Regions from separate parts of the Anas platyrhynchos genome. Here region 2 is linked to region 1. The links are chromatin contacts, called in public Hi-C maps. All regions are on one chromosome and are shown on one strand. Each heading gives the region's core, a stretch centred on a gene start, on an enhancer-like site or on the middle of the called end of the contact. The rest is flanking DNA. Distances are from core to core; before and after follow the strand shown. Region 1 has its middle 7.7 kb from the start of DSTN. Region 2 holds the start of SNX5 (sorting nexin 5).

Region 1 (4,296 bases), core at 494-2,993:
AGCTGAGACCCTTAGTTTCCAGATTCGTCTCCCTCAGAATGCCATGGGGAGGCCATGAAGAGAAGACCTGCCCCTAGCCTGACATCACAGCAGCTCCAGGGCTTCCTCAGGCTCTCAGCATGGGTAAGGGGCAAGGCAGACAGGTGCAGAAGGAAGGCAAGACATCACAGCAGCCCCCAAAGAAGGGAGCACGCTCATTTTCCAATCTCCCTGTAGCATCTGGACCTGTCAGTCAGGAACAATTTTCAGTTTCACAATGTAAGCCATTCACCAACTAAACCAATTACCCATCTTTTCCTCCAAGGGCAGACGACTTGTCTCCTCAGCAAAGCAGGAATGGGGCAGGGGGCAATATATGTTGGTTAAAAGAGCCAGAGTGGGAACAGGAGCCAGGCACTGGTAGGGAGGAAAGAATATGGAAAAAGCCAGAATTAGATTGTCCTGGGGAGTTAATGCTTCAACCCAGTAATTAAACAGGAAAAGTGTTATCACCAGTGATTACGAACTCAAATTAGTACAAACTTAAACCTAGGGTATGTGCCAACAGCTCTGTGAAGCATAGGTCACAGGTGCAAGAAGAAGTGCCACGTTCCTCTGTAGTGCTGTGTTCTTCTGTGGGGCTGTTTACAGCGAGGGTGTGCTGCAGGCAAAACCTTTCCATTCCTGCTATCCCATCAGCAAGACTATGCAAAACCACCAGAGAGGAAACCTGCACTGCTGCCACCAGATATCCACCTGCTCGCTGTGTTTTTGCTGATCAGCCAGTCTCAGCATTCCCAACCTAAATATTCCTCCTTCCATATGAAGTCTGCAATGAAGGGGCAAAATTCATCCAAGCACTACGATTATAATAACAACAGAAATAATAAAAATAGCCATAATAATAAGGCAGAGAAAACGTGAAGTTCAGCCCTTGCCATACGTGCTGGGATGTGGTGGAGTCAGTTTTCCCTTGTTGGCCAGCATTTCTTCACCCTTGGACTGGTGTGAAGGATGGGAGCTCTCTGGTGGCAACATGTGAATTTGCACAGGTGAATTTTCAGTGGCCCCACTGCTTTTCCCTGCTCATGGGAAAGGCACAAGAGCACAGCTGAAAAACAGTCCTGTGCTACCCTCTCCTAAAGGAGATCCACCCAGAGCACCTCTCACCAGAGAGCAGCCGAATGAAAGAAGGGACAAGGTGATTTTTAGTGCAGGGAAAAGTTGTCTGAACAACCAGAAAGGTTGTTCCAACAGAGGCATATGTCAAGATGTTCCTGCTCTGCACACTGGAGGCTGGTAGGCTGCTTAGCAGATCTCCTGCTGCTGCCTCATTGCCTTCACCCATCCTTCCCTAGGGATCTGCTGTCAGGAAGAGGACATGAGGCGACATGGACCTTTGATCTGACTTTGGGCAGCTCTGATGGACGTGGAGCTGTCACACCTCAAGTCCTAGCAGAGCCTGTCCTTAGATAACTCCCTCTGAAGCTCCTTCTCAGTCTGCGAAAACATGTCAGGGTCAACAAGGAGCTGGTCAAATTTGTTAGCTTAAGCCTCTCTGCGAGAGGTGGTCCCAGCAGCTGGGGAGAAACAAACAGGTGGGAAAAGCCACAGAAAGGAGTAAAAACCACAGGAAAGAAGCTGGACTAAAACAAAAAAAAGAATGCTGGCAACTACCACCAGGCTGTGTCTGGCTGAGAAAGTCAGGACCGCTCTCCTACAGCTGTGAGGACAAATTACTTTCGTGCCACAAGATGGTGCCCTGGCTTCACGGGAGTGGCCAGCCAGGCCCTGTGCCCTCTGCTCTCCTGCTCTAGCAGCATTTTGATGGGCCCTGTCCTCCCCAGCAGGCACCTGAGGGCAGCTGGAACATCTCCACCCCGACCAGGCTGTCTGGGCTCTGAGTGTGGGACCAAAAGGCTAAACTGGGAGAGGAAAGACAACCGAGAGCCCGGCTGGAGGTGCAGCCAGGGAGGGTGAAGTGCTGTCTGTCAGGAGAAAGCCCTCGGTGACAGGGAGAGCCCGATCCAAGAACTGTGTTTTGGTTACATTCAGTGCTTATGAGCCTGGGGAAGCAGCAGGGCCCTGAGGAAGGATGGCAGGGGAGCCTGCATGAGGAAGAAGTTGTTCTGGCAGGCCAGATTCAGCCCACACACCATCGGCTGGCTGCCTTTGCTTCCTGGCCTCCCTTGGCAATGCAGCCGCGGCCATGCCCCGTGCCAGCACCCACGTATGGCTGTCGTCACTGGCCGTCTGAGACCGGGCCGCTCTGGCAGTGCTGTGGCTCAGAAAGACACTGGCAGGACCCTGCTTGTCTGTGGAAGCTTCCCCATAGCCACTTCTTTGTATAAGAGCAGCCACAACAGGAATGCATAGCTCGCCATGGCCCAGCTGGCTAGCAGAGCAGTAGCTACCAAGCCCCTCTTGACCCCATTCTCGATCTACACATACAGACCACATCCTGCTGGCCAACAGTACCACAACACAGACAGAGGTCAGGGGTACAGTCAGAGCTTTCCACCCCCAGACTGCTGTGTCCACTGTCTGCCTGCATGCTTGAGGAAACACAGCCAGACCCTCATCTCTCCTAGCATCCATCCCTGTGACAGCTGCCCACTCATCACTTCGCACAGCCCACGTGGCAGAAGTGGTAGGAATGTCGTCTGTATGTGCCTGAGGCAGGTTCATGAGGAAAATAACACCCTTTCTGCTAGCACAACCTGCAGGCAGAATTGTCCTGCTGCCCATGCTGGTTGTGTGCTTACCTCTCCACAGCTGCCTCCTGTAACCCTCCTGACTTCTCAGAGCAGCACCCCGTGCCCTCCCCATACAACAACACATCCTCAGAAATCATATTCAGTGCTCGAACACTGGTTTTGGAGAGTTTTGAAGGGAGTTTGGGGGCTTTCATTACCCTCTAGCAAACCTCCTCATAGGCCTTCCCAGCTATCAGGCTGCTGTTGGTGAACACCGTCATGCTGACTAATACGGTCTCATTGCTTCCTTTTTCATTACCCCATACATTTCTTATCTTATGGCTAGATAGTAAGCAGATCAGGGCGGGGACTTTCCAGGCAATGCCTGTACAGCCCCTTGCACGACTGATGATGCATGTGGTAGGGCTAATTCACATGCTGCCCGATCTGACCCTCAGAAACCCTCCTTAAAATTAGCTGCTAATTTTAACCACTCCAGCAAAAAGAGCCCCGTTCCCAGACAGGTTCAACAAGTAGCCTCAACCCCAACAAACACAACCAGGCCTGGAGTTTCCAAGTCAGAAGAAACAGGCATCCTGCAGAAGCAACACGCCGCCACAAGGTTTCGTCATTATTCTGAGGCAGCCAAGTGCAAACCCTATTGTGAAAAACAACCTGCTGCAAAAACCTTCTGCCTGGGTCACACCGTAAGAGTAGCAGGGGTTAATTTCATCTTGAGGAAGAAAAAAAAAAAAAAAAAAAAAAAACAAGTTTATTAATGGCATTGCAGATAGATGTCAGCAGCAACCACCTCCACACCTGGAACAAAGCCCACATAAGCCACAAGTGCTTATTCTCTAAGAAATTCTTACAGCCATGCTGCCTTCGACAAAAATGATCATCTTACAGGCTCAGAGAAGAAATGGCCTAAAGGTTAGTTAGGGTGTTACCCCATAAATGGCAGCAAAGAGTGCATCAGCCCTACCACAGATTTCCTGCCTGGGGCTGGGTGTCACGCAGCCTCCCACAGCTCGGCCCTGCCCCTCTATAAAAGAGGTTGCAGACGCAGCCCAGTGTCACAGCAAAAGCTCAGGAGCACAACCAGGCTGGCAAGGCAAAGCGTTCAGATAATACAGCCAGAGAGACTGCTTAAACCTTTACCCACAGGTTCGGAGCAGTCCAAGGCCTCAGTGTGCTCAACACACCCTTCCCTTCTCAGGCTGAGGGGGGTTTAAGACAATTCAAGCGCATGCAGGAAAACCAACACAGCATTTTAAGTGTTGCTTGTTGTCTATTTTGATGGTTTAATTGAGAGATGAGCAGTGGTTAGTCCTTCAGCTGATTCCAGGATGCATTTCATTCTCATCATATGGAGGACTTAGCGCAGGCAATCGAGCGGCAACAGAAAAAAAAATAAAATAAAATAAAATAAAATAAAATAAAATAAAATAAAATAAAATAAAATAAAATAAAATAAAATAAAATAAAATAAAATAAAATAAAATAAAATACAAGCCAGTTAGGAGATGACACCAAGCTGAGTGGTGCCATTGATACAACAGAAGGAAGAGATACCATCCAAAGGGACCTGGACAGGCTGGAGAAGTGGGCCCATGTGAAC
Region 2 (4,296 bases), core at 1,343-3,842, 89 kb after region 1:
AGAAGGAGCAAGGAACTTATTTCTTATTCTTTCTATGCATTATCAGCTACCTTCTAACCAAGCACCCTTTCGCTGCTCGCCTCCCTGCTGCCACTCAAGCAGCCACAAATAAGACGTCAGCAGTAATTACATCTGACACTACCCAGCATCCATTAGTTTTTAGAGAGCAGTCTAATTAAACCAGCGTAAGTGCTCTCCAGAGAGCACTAGAAGATCGTGATGCTTTCTGGAAGTTCATACAGACCTTTCAGCTCCAGAGTGCCTTGTTTCAACGCCTAGAAGCTAACCAGCAGCCTTTCAGAGTATCCGGACAGCACATTTCAGAGGCATTAGTTGCTAGAATTACATTTCAGTCATATTCAGCACACGGAACTGAAGTTTCCCCTTAATCAAGGCAGTAAAAGTATGCCTGAAAGTACCCTGCGTTCCTAGAGCAGCAAGGAGCTAGTACAGGAGATGAAAAGCTTTGATTTTGGAGCCTTTATGATATACCTGCTGTTAGCTCTCTGATATTTAGTTGAAACAGTCCTGAAGTAGAAGAGATTACACATCACCAGGAAAACTGAACCAGCCTTCTCACATGCACTCCTCACATCACTACTGATGTTACAGCAGACCCCAGTTTGGTGATTTTGGACGGCAGAACTGCAGGGATGCACTGGTTTCATTATGCCTTCTTAGCCTTGGTCGTAAGACAAACAGCAGCTTGGTTTAGCCGCGCTGAGATGCTGTTCCTCACCACGCGTGGTGCCTGCCAAGTGAGCAGGAGGCAAGGTCTACAGCCACAGCACCAGTTGCTAGTGATTGTGCAACAAGCAGGCCTGAGCACTCTGCTCTGCCACAGGGATCTCAGCTTCACCCTGCAGAAAGCAAGCGGTCACACACCTACAGAGGGACGGGGCTGGCAGCATTCAAGGATCCCGTATTTCAAGTGAAAGCCCTTATTTCACCTGTAACACGACATATGCCCAGCTATGATGGAAACTGTGCAACAGAAGCAAGCCCCTAAGCCATGTTCAGCACTTACAGGGATGTGTTAGTGGCCTCCTGCAGCGAGGCTAGGGCTGACAGAAGGGACTGTGCGACACAGCCCCACCATACATTTCCAGCTCTCTTGGATCTGAAATTTCACCATTTGTCCATGCTGCTGGGCCAGCTTTACAGAGGTTTATGCCCTGGGTAGTACATTATCCTGACCGGTAGGATTCACCTTGCTAGCAGTTGATCTCGGAATGAGCTCTTTTTCTTTTTTGCTCCCATGCAGCAGTTCCCTTGTGGAGCAGAAGCAAGAGCTGAGAGGCCTCACTCTTCCCAGAGCACCCAGAAGAAGCTGCCTGGCACTGAGAACTGCTGTTAGGAAGTGATAACAGACAAGACCCTGGCCACAACATCACATTTCATTTTTTATTTTATTTTATTTTTTTTTAGGAAGAGCTGCTACAAGACCCAGTGTCACCATTTTGATCCGGATAAGTATTCAGAAAGCTCAAGCCTGCACTTCAGTAATCAATACAGCGACATTAGGAAACACCGGTACGTTCACACAAGCTGGGCAACCCCACTCCTTCAGTTAGCAGTGGGATTCACTTAGAGCCTTTCCCTCCCCACACGCTGCCTCTCCCACCGCACCTCCAGTCCCCCCTTATCCTCCCCTCCCTCCCTCCCTTTTCCCACGTCTCCCGGCCCTCCCCAGCCTGCCCAGCTCAGGGTCAGCTCCCAGTTGACACCTCCCAGCGCTTCCCACTCAAGGTTAACACCTCGCGAAGCTTCCCTCGCCCGGTTTTTATCAGGGGGCCACACACCAGCTCCGCGCTGCCCTTTCCTTGAGCAAACAGGAGCGGAGAAGACAGCAGCCCTCCTATCCCCCCTCCCGGCTGCCCAAACCCCCCGCCAGCCCCCCTGCCTCTCCGACCTGGTTAATTTTTGCCTGCTTTCTGCCGGGGTTCAAGCTCCCGGACCCTCGGCAGCCGCCTCCCCCTTCCCCTTCCCCCATAGCGATGAGGGAAGCACAGGACCAAAGGCACCAGGTGCTGCGAGACAGCGGGCATTTCACCTCCCCACCCGCAGACACAACCCCACAGCGAGGCTTTTTGGTTCACTATTATCAATCCAGAGATGTTTGACTCGTTGCTAAGTTTAACGCGGAGCAGAAAGAGGTGTGAGCGCGGATATTTCCCCCAAAACCAACTTCCACGCGGATCAGGAGGGGGAAGCCCTGACTCATTCGCAGCCCTAAGCGGACACCCACACAACACGAAACGCCCAACCCCGCTCTGCTCCCTCCCGAGACACCCCCACAGGGCTGGGGGGAGCTCGGAGGAGGAGGCAGCCCCCACGCACCCCGCACCAGCCGCCCCCCGGCACACCCAGCCCGGGCATAACACCGAGCCAGGCGGCTCCCCGCTACCCCTCCGAGCCTGGGCAGCAGCCGGGCAGCCCTCACCTTGCTCTGCGCGTCCTCCCGGAGCAGGGCCATGTCGCCGGCAGCCGCCCGCCCCCCGCCCCGCCGCGCCTCATATAGCCCGGGGCGGAGCCGCCTCACGCCGCCATCACCGCCACCGCCCCCCTCCCTCCCGGCGGCCCCCGCGCGGCGGCGGCCATCTTGGGTGAGGGCAGGGCGCCGCTTCGCCTTCATCCAAGATGGCGGCGCTTTCCTCTCTTTTTTTTTCCCTTCGCTTTTAAACGTTTCGGGAGCCTTCGAAATAAAAAAGATAAAAACCTAAAGAAGGAGAAAAATCCCATTGCAACAGTTCTTAGGGGCTTGGACTCGATGATCTTGAGGTCTCTTCCAACCTAGAAATTCTGTGAGAACTACAAATCCCGAGAGGCAGCGGGGCGCCGGCGCATGCGCGGTGTGTGCGGTGTCGCTGCCGCACGTGTGTTGGCGAGCGGGCAGCGCGGCCCTGAGGTACCGGCGCCCCCTGAGGGGGCGCCCCGGAGGGGGGGGCTGTGTTGGGGGGCGGCTCTGTGAGGGGATTTGGGGCAGTGCAGAGGGGCTGCTGCCTGCCGGGGGGCTCCTTTCTTTCCGTTATGGGCTTGTGATGGAGGCTGGGCTGCTGAGCTGAGCCTTATTACCTTTATTTTTTTAATGGGGAAGCGCCTTTTTCTCCCCGCGCTCCTGGTTTCCAGGCTGAGGGCTGGGTGCTGGTCACCTGTGGTGGAGAGATGGGGAGTGAGCAACTGTGCGGGGTCCCGGGGGTTACAGGGCTCTCAGAGCCTCACCTTATGAAGATACAATGAAAAATAAAGGGGAAGCGGTTGTTCTGATGAAAAATGTGGCTTACTGTTGCTTTTCTGGCGAAAAAAAATAAATAAGTTGTTATTGCCTCTCTACATCAACCAGTAACACTGCTTCTCATCAGGCAAAAGCCTGTGATAGTAGCTTAAAATTATACCTTCATAACTGGGTTCGATGTACTCAAATTAGGCATGTAGGGTGGCTTAGCAGTGCCCTTTCCTAGTGTCTCTAAAATGAGCTTGTGCTCCTGTTTGCTCGATCGGTGAGAGAAGGAAAAGCCGTGCTGGGTGCTGCCTGAAGCCCTGGCTGCAGCAGTGCCTTATGGCCGTGAACACTGAAGCGATCCTTTCAGTTTCTGCTCGTTTGTATCCTGGGAAAACCTCCTCCGTTATGTTGGTGCCGCTAATGCTGGAGCTGCAGAGTCAACAAGCTTGGGACAGTTAAGAAAAGTTCTCCTTTTTGTGTTTTTTCAGGTTATTTTATTTCGGTTCGAGTCTGCAGTCCGGCTCATCGTGCAGTACTTGAAACAACTGTACCAGCACCAAGGGTTTGAGAGAGAAGGGAGACGCTTCCCCTGAGAGAAATACCCATCCAGTTCTGCTCTGTCTGTGTGAGAGCAGATCCAGGCCGCCCCAGACCCGTTGCTTTCTTATAAATGTAAGTTCTTTGTACAAAAATGTCACTGTGATTAACCGCACAACGCATGTGATTCTTTAGTAGGTTAAGTACAAGCGTGCTTTATTTCTGAGTGGTCCTAGAACATCTTTGTGGAACAGCACAGCAGCAGACAAGCTTTTCCTTTCTCCTCTGTTCGCTTCATAATGTGCACAAATGTTTCCAGACACAGTACTCCAGACCAAAACAGGCTGTAAATTTAAAATACATACTAGATACTACTGAAATACTGCATGAGTGTTACAGTAAATTAGCTGTAGTGCTTGTAATACTGAGCATTCTCGTGGCCCCCTGATTTACAGCACCGCTCTGGTATAAGGTTACTCCTTAAAAATTATTGAGGGTTAGATTACTACAACTGAGCTTAATGCTTGATCAGGTAT

What was found. Hi-C and Micro-C count contacts between places; a contact is called where the count stands out from the background.
Region 2: a contact with region 1 is called in a Hi-C map of skeletal muscle, with 4 times the contacts expected there. The contact joins the promoter of SNX5 here to the enhancer-like site in region 1. A contact is called at or near these places in 2 of 8 Hi-C or Micro-C datasets (both in skeletal muscle).

What each region holds. Positions count from the first base shown.
Region 1 is chr3:15,844,353-15,848,648 of IASCAAS_PekinDuck_T2T, forward strand. No RefSeq gene overlaps it. Among named protein-coding and RNA genes, the nearest start is that of DSTN, 7.7 kb to the right of the region's middle. Within about 2 kb of position 1,744, at least 4 of the 8 cell types and tissues checked have an H3K27ac peak or open chromatin away from gene starts, as enhancers often do.
Region 2 is chr3:15,932,487-15,936,782 of IASCAAS_PekinDuck_T2T, forward strand. SNX5 (sorting nexin 5) reads right to left here and starts at 2,593. Exons shown (of 13, transcript XM_027453556.3): 1 at 2,444-2,593. The coding sequence starts at 2,476. MGME1 (mitochondrial genome maintenance exonuclease 1) reads left to right here and starts at 2,669. Exons shown (of 6, transcript XM_027453560.3): 1 at 2,669-2,908; 2 at 3,712-3,895.